Regions from separate parts of the Mus musculus genome. Here region 1 is linked to region 2. Evidence: chromatin contacts called from public HiChIP or PLAC-seq data. All regions are on one chromosome and are shown on one strand. The core of a region is the stretch at or near the end of the contact, and the rest is flanking DNA. Distances in the headings are between cores, read along the strand shown.

Region 1 (4,329 bases), core at 1,325-3,824, 280 kb after region 2:
CTAACTACCTTGTTTTCTTCGGTAATGACTATATAAGCCTGATGCTCACTTTGAGAAATTATACTCAGATTCAGCACTCTCTTGTGTTCCTGTCTGTTTGTCACTCCTTGCCCACCTGAGTACAGGAACCTTGATTCTCCCCGGGTTGAGGGACCCTGACTGGGTCTGCCCATGGCATTCCACCAACCAAAAGGCTAAAAACACCACCAGATAGCAATCAAGACATATAGCTGAGATTTCCCCCAAGCTGTAACTTGCCTACCAGTGTATTTGAAAGTGTCTTGATTTGTGACTTTTCTTTGTTGTGTTACTATGAGAACTTTATGATGTCATTACCATGTTGGAACAGGGAACTTGCGAGACCCTGACTTTGTGCTCCTGGGCCATGGTCACGCACATCGAGCTCCATAAGAAACTATACCTTAGTCCCTTCCAGGTGAATGCTGTGAGATTTGCACAAGTGACCCTGGAATGAAGCCTCTGATAGCAAGCCAAGAGACATCTTCCCTCATTTGGAAATAATAAATAAATAAATTCACAATCCAAAAAGTTAAGTCTCACTCCAAGCAAGAGAAAAGCAAAGAAAATCTCACTATATATTATAATAAAACATCTGAAAATTATTAAAAGCTTAAAACAGCCAGAGAACAGGAAATATATTGTGTTCCGAGATAGAATCCATTCAAGTCACAAGAGAATAGAGTAGCACCTTTAAAATAATGAATGATAGAAGTTGTCAGTCCAGAATTCTATAACCAAGGAAAAATAGCTTTATAAAATTAAAGAAAAAATCATTTTTATAAAATAACAAACACCATGAGAATGTCTTCCTGGCCGGCATGAACTACAAGTGACATTAAAGAAAGCTCTCCAGATAATACAGGAATGAATATATTATGGAAATCCAGGCTGTTCTAGAACTTTTCCAACCTTATCACTGTTGACAATTGAGGCATCATAATTCTTAGTTGCAGGATGTTCTGTGCAGTAGTGTGCGACATCATCCTTAGCCTCTGGTAGCTAAACATGAGATGCTCCAGTCGTCTATGTCCACTGCCCCCAAAACTCTGGAAGCCAAGAACATCTCCAGACACAAATATCTATTATCCCTACCCTTCCTCTCCCTCCATTGTGAACCCTGTTACACAAAAATGAATGGTGAGTACCAGGAAAACAGAAGGAAGGGAGGCAGGCAGGGAAGGAAGCAGGAGGGGAAGCAAGAGGGAAGAAGGAAAGCAGGTAGGGAGGAGGGAAAGAGGGAGGGAGGAGGGAAGGAGGGAGGCAGGGAGGGAGGTGGTAAGGAGAGAGGCAGGTAGGGAAGAGGGAGGGAGGAAAGAAAAGAAGGAAGAAAGACAATTATAAAGAGAAAAATTCTAAATGAACAACATTTTAACTTGCAAATAGAATCTCATTATCTTCTGTGATTAGCACTAACTACTTACTAAAGAGCTAACTTTATTTAAGAGGGGAAACAACTCATAACATGGACTACCTTAAATGATTTAATAGAAGTGAAGAATAAATCATTTAAAAACTTTAAATACTACATGATTATGCAAAGTTGAGAAGCTATATAAAAGTTCAGGGGTGTTTCATTGTCCTGCAACCTAAGCTTAGGGATTCTTCTGTCTTTGGTCAATATGATCAATATTATCAAATGTGCATACATAGTTTTAATTAATATCACAAGATGAAGTAATTCCTTTGCAAACAAAACAAAACAAAAACAACAACACTCGATGGAAGGACAATAGTCTATCAAATAGCAATCTACATTGATTTGCTTTTCTCTTGACGGTAGTAAGGCTGGCTGGTTTTCTCCCTCCCTCTCTCCTTCCCTTCTTCCCTCCTGTCTCCATCTCTCACTCTTATTACAATGTTGCAGGAATTTTAATGCAAATTATTTTCCTACTTTGAATTATTTTCTTAAGAGTGGTTTTCAGAAATAAACGTTTTTGTTTTTGTTTTTTGGCCTTTGGGAGATGGAGGTTGTTTTTTTCCTTGCAGAGTGGAAGACCGGCACAAACAGTATTTAGGCAGACCCGGTCAATCTCTCAGCCCAACAAGTTTAAGCTGAACTTAGCTGTGAGAACGAAATGATCTCTGATGAAGAAAGCATTTACACCAAGTCTGCAAATTACCCATCTCCAGAACACTTGCCCACAGGAGCTACCTAAAAGTCAGCTTGCTGATTCCTTTCTAATATACTCCAAGTATGTTTTCAGATTGCAAGATGACCCTACCTGCAACAGAAGCAGAGGAAGGTTTTCCGGTGTGTACTCTCGCCTTAGGCAGCTCTCTAGCTCCCTCTTGAGGACATCTGCCTGAATAACAAGGGGCTTGGACTCAGCCACCTAAACCCAAACAATGAATGAGTTTCAAACATCCTCAATCTACCAAATTTCAAATGTCAAAACATCCGATCTATCTAAGGATACAATGATTCGCACTTGCTTAGCTTAGCAATGAACAGGATGTGGGGCTGTTTTGTTCAAAAGTATCAGCTGTTTGCCGGGGTGGGGGTGGGGAGCTTTTCCTGCGAACTTCTTTCTCCCTTAGCTAAATCGAACTTGTTTTCCTGACTCCGCCCATGCCCCCCTCTCACCTGGAGAGTTCTCTTCAGAGCCGCTTCCCGTTCGCGTCTAAAGTGAGCGACATCCTTTGGTATTTGAACGGAGCTGCGGGGAGGTTTGTGCAACAGAAGCTGTGTTACGGGATGCTATGATAGAGCAGATAGCAGGCGGCCAGCCTGATCGCTGTGACCCTTCCCAACCTTTCCAGAAGGAATGTCACTCTGGCCCATGGTGGTGGTGGGGTATAAAGGCCACCCTCTTCTACTTTGATATACTTGATCTCTGCTAACCCTTCCCTGGCCAGTTTCTTTCTCCTCTCCAGAGTCTTTCCTCTGATTTACCCCAGTCCCCTACTCCACCCATGCGCGCGCGCGCGCACACACACACACACACACACACACACACACACACACACTTGTATTCCTTTTAGAGGGGAAATCTTGTGTCTGACACACAGTGTGCTTATTAAACCTTGTTGTCTTTTTAGTTGATATAGAACACTGACACTTTAATCACTGAAACAAAATGTTTTTATTTTTATGTTCATGGTGGGTTGTTGGAAGGTAGAAACGACATGGAACTATCAAATGGGAAATCCTTTAGGAAAACTTTAACCACACTTGCTGCCTCAGGAACACAGCTGGACCCTAGGAATCACAGAGCAGACATGGAGGATGGGCTGTTCAAGCCCAGAGAAGGGAGTCCTTCCCTAAGCTGGACAACAAGCGAGGAGTGGAGCTCGAGGACAGAAGATTAGTGCTGTCCCCATGGAGCTCAATGGGCAACGTGAGGCTTGGCAGCCCTGGGAATGCCAGAGGACAGCAGCAAAGCAGATTCCTAGCTTGCAGCCCCTGGCCAAGGAGCCACAGTGATATTTCTAAGATACACTTGAGGGAGCCAGAGGGACATAGCAGTAAGCTTACTTTGGTATTGTCCGCTTGGCCCCAAGAGTCCTGAGATAATGTTGTAAAATGCACTGGTAATGTGCTCCCTTGTTGGACAGTACTTCTGTTAAATGCTCTGTTAAGAGACTGGGGCGTAGCTCAGTGGCTAGAGCACTTGTCTTGCATGGGCAAGGCCCTGGGTTCAGTCTCCAATACTAAGGGGCGGGAACAGAAGGCAAGAAAAGGAAATACATGTTCTCACTTTGACAGTATAAGCAATAGGACTGGGACGCCACAGAAAAGATCAGCAGGGTCACTGGGCAAGGATGGCCCAAGCCAGCAAGTCCCTAGGGCCACAGAAGCCTAAACACCCACCTGGACACTTGGTGTCAGGTTTTTGAAGCTGGTATACTGGCTGGTTTTGTGTGTCAACTTGACACAGGCTGGAGTTATCACAGAGAAAGGACCCTCCCTTGAGGAAATGCCTCCATGAGATCCAGCTGTAAGGCATTTTCTCAATTAGTGATCAGGGGTGGGAGGTCCCATTGTGGGCGGTGCCATCTCTGGGCTGGTAATCTTGTTCTATAAGAGAGCAAGCTGAGCAAGCCAGGGGAAGCAAGCCAGTAAAGAACATCCCTCCGTGGCCTCTGCATCAGCTCCTGCTTCCTGCCCTGCTTGAGTTCCAGTTCCTGACTTCCTTTGGTGATCTACAGCAACGTGGAAGTGTAAGCTGAATAAACCCTTTCCTCCCCAACTTGCTTCTTGGTCATGATGTTTGTGCAGGAATAGAAACCCTGACTAAGACAGTTGGAGACAATCCATGCCTTATCTCTTCTCCTAGCCCTTGGTGGAGAGGGAGGAAAGAGGGAGGG
Region 2 (4,406 bases), core at 559-3,058:
TAAATCTACAATACATGAAGTAGGCATGTCAAATCGCAATGTCCTGATAAATTCTACAGCCTGATTGACCCTTTTTATAAACTTAGAATTTAAACTTTATTAGAACAACATCTGGGTAGATCTGCAATAGTGTTCTTTCAGCTAAAAGAAAATTCCCCTGGAGGCCAGGAGAGGCAAGTTTCCAGAGCTTCCTTAGACACCATTTGCAAGACAAAAGAAAGTCACACAAACTGCACAGAAGCTGCTCTGAGCTTAGTTCCTCTTGCCCTGAGGACAGATTTCAGAACTTTTAAGTTTCTTTGCAATATTAGACTATAACTACAACCTTGGGAAAGCAAAACCCAATTTCAAAACAATTTATCACCTTAGAATCAACATTAAAACTTCACTACCACATTGCAAGATTTGGCTGCCAATTTATACCTATGAATACATGACAGTGCAAGCTTTAATGCTTCATTAAACAGACATTGCTTTAAATCTTATCTTAATCCTACTTTCTAGGATAAGAATTACATTAAATATTATCTCAACTAGAAGTATCCTTAGAGGCCTAGTTTTTTAGCCTGCTTTATGCCACGTGTTTGAAAGACTCCTGAGTTGCCAATTTAAAACTAACTTTCTAGTAACCAGTGTTACACCTTTTTTATCATACCCAATAACTTATAAGCTAATACTCTACGATAAAGACATGCAGAGCATATTACACATCTAAGACCAGTAAAAAGCCAAATGAAGCAGCTACACTTAGACCAATCAGAATTTTAATTTTTCTAGCTATAATTATAAAATAAAAAGCACTGTGTCATTAGCTAAACGCAATAATCATGATTGCAGAGAATTTTCTTAGGAAAAAAACCATCTATCAGCTTTTTCACCCCAAAACCAAGAGGCTGCAGACTCCCTTTCTCAAAAAAACTATTTTTTCCAGCAGGAGCCCTCCTGCTGTGCCTGATCCTGGCTAAAGCGTGTGGCCACTCTCTTGCTAAACCAGAAGATAAAGTTTTAGCCATCTTTACTTTCCAACATGAAACACAGAACATTCAGTCATTCAGACAACGAAACAAAACACACATGAATCAAAACATAAATGAACCAGTGCACCAGACATTAGACAACACAAAGAGGGCAGAGAACTGCTGTAGAGCCAGAGAGAATAAAGCAGGGTGTCCCCCAAATTCTCTCTGTCTCTGGGAGAGTTTCAAAATCCATTTTCCTCTATATATTTTACTCCATAGTTTTAAGCCCTATTCCTCTAGCCTGATGCAGTTCTCAACTGCGGACAACCGCATGTTTCATCATTTTAAACCCTATTCCTCTCGCCTGAAACAGCTTTTTTTTAAATATTTTTAAAGATTCATTTATTTATTATATGTAAGTACACTGTAGCTGTCTTCAGACAATCCAGAAGAGGGAGTCAGATCTTTTTACGGATGGTTGTGAGCCACCATGTGGTTGCTGGGATTTGAACTCCGAACCTTCGGAAGAGCAGTCGGGTGCTCTTACCCACTGAGCCATCTCACCAGTCCTGAAACAGCTTTTAAAAGCTGCAGACAACCGCCTGATTCACAGTTTCTAGTCCCACACATATTTCGCTGTCAAATCCTAAGTGGAAAAAGCGCAGGGTTAGCACTGTTCCAAACTTAGCCCGTATCCTTCAGCACCTCCAGCAACACTTTTTAAAAAATGAAGTTTAAAGTCAGTGCTAGCATAAATACCTGTTGCTCACCGTGCCTGATACGATCTCTGATTCTTTCTTTCCCTTGGAGCTCCACACAAAACAACAGATTCCTTCAGTGTTTTCCCGACATTCCCAAGGTCCCTGGCTCAGATGCCAATCTGTTGTATGCCGGCCTGTAGCCTACTTGAACCGGGTACACCTGGGAGGCAGGCTGGGGCTGAAAGAGACTTAGACAGCGAGAGATTATTGGAGACCAAGACATGATTCTGTTCAAGGCCCACCAGTTTACTAAGAGAGTGTGCTTATAAAAGGGGAAGGCTCATCCCCCACCAGTCCATTCTTGGTGTCTGGAGCCAGCCTGTAGGCAATGTGCAGAATAGGACATTCCTCCGGAATATCTCAGAGGCTTCTCAACAGGTAGCAGTGTCTTGGAGAGAGCAGTGGCAGGTGATAGAACAAAAGAGCCATCTAGGTTGGAAGGCTCCACCCTAGGTAATCTCCTTCTAGTGGCAGCAAGGTCAAAGTCTAGATCAGCCTGCTTCAGGGCTGAGGGAGGCTACAAAATTCCTTTTATTTTAAAAAACAGTTATTTGAGAATTTAATGCATTGTCTTCTGGTCACATCAAATACATCCCACCCCACCCCCATTCCCTACCTACTCAACTTAGAGCGGTTGTGGGGTATCCATAAGAGAAGACTACTCAGACATGGGTTTAAGCCAATACAAAGTCTTTATTAACCAGTCTTTCTTTTCATTTCAGCAGATTGGGATGTCTATGTGCTAAGTTTTATGGCCTGAATGGTACTTCCATTATGGAGTCAATTGTGCTAAAGTCTGGGGATCTGTTACAGTCCTTTTATCAATATGGCATTATCATTGTCTCTTTTAACTAATTTGGCTTGAGATCTGTTTGATCAGATCTGAATATAGTTAACCTTGCTTGCTTTGCTTAGAATTTTATTTTCTATCCTTTTGTTTTTAGTCTATGTATACCTTTGTTGGTAAAAGTGAGTTTCTTGCAGGCAGCACACTGTTAAGACTTGTTTTATTCTAATCAGACAACCTGTGATTTTTAATTAGAAAATTAAGTCCCTTTATGTGCACCACTGATCTATTGAAAGGCATGTGCTACTCCTGCCCTGATTTTGTTTTCATTCTAGTTACTTGAAATAATCTGTGTCCATTTCTGCTTTATTACTGCTAGAGTTGGGATGCTTTGCTAAACTGACAGTGTTTGGTTTGTTCCTAATTCTCATTTGACAATGTATTCATCTCACCCAGTGAATTTCTATTCAACATCATGAATTCATTTAGTTTATGCTAGTCTTAAAAGGTCTTTACTTCTCTTTCTATTTTGAATGATAACTTGGTTTGCTATAATAATTTATTTTCCTTCATGGCTTGAACGTCTTTCCTGAAGCCTTTGGAGTTTCTTCTGAGAAATATGTATGTGTATGTGTGGGAAATTTTCTGTCATTGTTTTACTGATGGGTTTTTGTTGTTGTTGTTGTTGTTCCTCTGCCTGTGTTTCTCCTTTGTATGAACTGATCACACTCCTCTTAAAATGATCTTTTGATAGTATCCTATAGATCTCAAGTATCTTGTTTATTCTGTCTTATTATTCTTTATTGCTCTCTGAATATAAGTTGTCGAGTTTTGTCTTCAAACCCTGGTGTTCTTCCACTTAATCTAAGCTGTTGGTGGGTGATGCTTTCAAATGTTTCTTTTAAGTTTGATTTATTGAGATATCTATTTTCAGGATTTCTGTTGGTTTTTTTTCCAAGCATTTCTCCTTTTTCTCTCTTTAAACTTTTTACAGATTCTTTGTGAATTTCACATCATTCACTCCAATCCCACACATCTCCCCATCCCTTGATATATGCCCTCCCCCCATGCAACCTCCCTACCCCTGAAAAGAAAAGAAAAACAAAACAAAAATCTCTCCATGGAAGCTGTGGTATTGTTGGAGTCGGTCAAAAGACACTTACTCACAAAGACCACAGAGACCGCCATCATTGCAAACCGCAAAAGGATTTTTATTGATCCAACACATTGGGGACACCCCTCTCAGCAAGCAGGCCAGAGGAGAGACCCAAAACAAACAAAGAACACACTTTTTATACCTTGTAAGGAGCAGATTTAGGCAACAGGGCTAGCTGGCTTATTTTCATTGGTGTAGCAAGTAACCCTTTCAGGCATTGGTTGGTTTACATAGTGACTACCTTTGGCCTAGTGACTCAATCTGTCTGTCCTTATGGTTTATCTTTCAGCAAAGCAGCAGTACATTTTTAACTTATGGGTCAGCTATTAACGTCACAGGAAATCCTAGCAAGGTCAGGGCAGTTTGTCGGTTTTCTCAGAATTCAGTGAGGGGAATTTCTCTGGGAACTGCTAATCTTGTTATGGTTATTTTTCTGAGAATAGTTCATTTTGTTTTGGCAGCTGGAGATTTAGTCATTTTGACCACTATGTTTCTGAAAGTCCCTTCAGAGGGGAAGGGGCTAGATGGTCTTGAACTTATTTTGGATTCTACAGTAAGTCATGGTGTATCACACCACTGTGATGGTTTGTATATGTAGACTCATATGTTTAAACAAGCCCAGAAGGGCCAGGGAGTGGAATGTGATGGTTTGTATATGCTCTGCCCAGGGAGAAACACTATTAGAAGTTGTGATCTTGTTAGAGTAGGTGTGTCACTGTGGATGTAGGCTTTAAGACCCTCAT

The links. HiChIP or PLAC-seq counts read pairs in DNA pulled down with a chosen protein or histone mark.
Region 1: a contact with region 2 is called in an H3K27ac HiChIP or PLAC-seq map of embryonic stem cells, with 3 times the contacts expected there. The contact joins two enhancer-like sites. A contact is called at or near these places in 2 of 15 datasets of contacts at CTCF or cohesin (the NIH/3T3 cell line and large pre-B cells), 40 of 484 Hi-C or Micro-C datasets (the AML12 cell line, B cells, CD4 T cells and 24 more), 4 of 115 datasets of contacts at active chromatin or transcription factors (embryonic basal ganglia and embryonic stem cells) and 2 of 9 other capture datasets (adipose tissue and embryonic stem cells).

What each region holds. Positions count from the first base shown.
Region 1 is chr10:41,687,782-41,692,110 of GRCm38.p6, forward strand. It overlaps Ccdc162 (coiled-coil domain containing 162), which reads right to left. Exons shown (of 48, transcript NM_001358562.1): 3 at 2,606-2,678; 4 at 2,244-2,354. Among named protein-coding and RNA genes, the nearest start is that of Mir3473b, 19 kb to the left of the region's middle. Within about 2 kb of position 2,575, at least 43 of the 459 cell types and tissues checked have an H3K27ac peak or open chromatin away from gene starts, as enhancers often do. A contact at or near this core is called in embryonic stem cells, where this site is marked.
Region 2 is chr10:41,413,478-41,417,883 of GRCm38.p6, forward strand. All of the region lies in intron 31 of Ak9 (adenylate kinase 9), which reads left to right. Among named protein-coding and RNA genes, the nearest start is that of Gm25626, 28 kb to the left of the region's middle. Within about 2 kb of position 1,809, at least 7 of the 459 cell types and tissues checked have an H3K27ac peak or open chromatin away from gene starts, as enhancers often do. A contact at or near this core is called in embryonic stem cells, where this site is marked.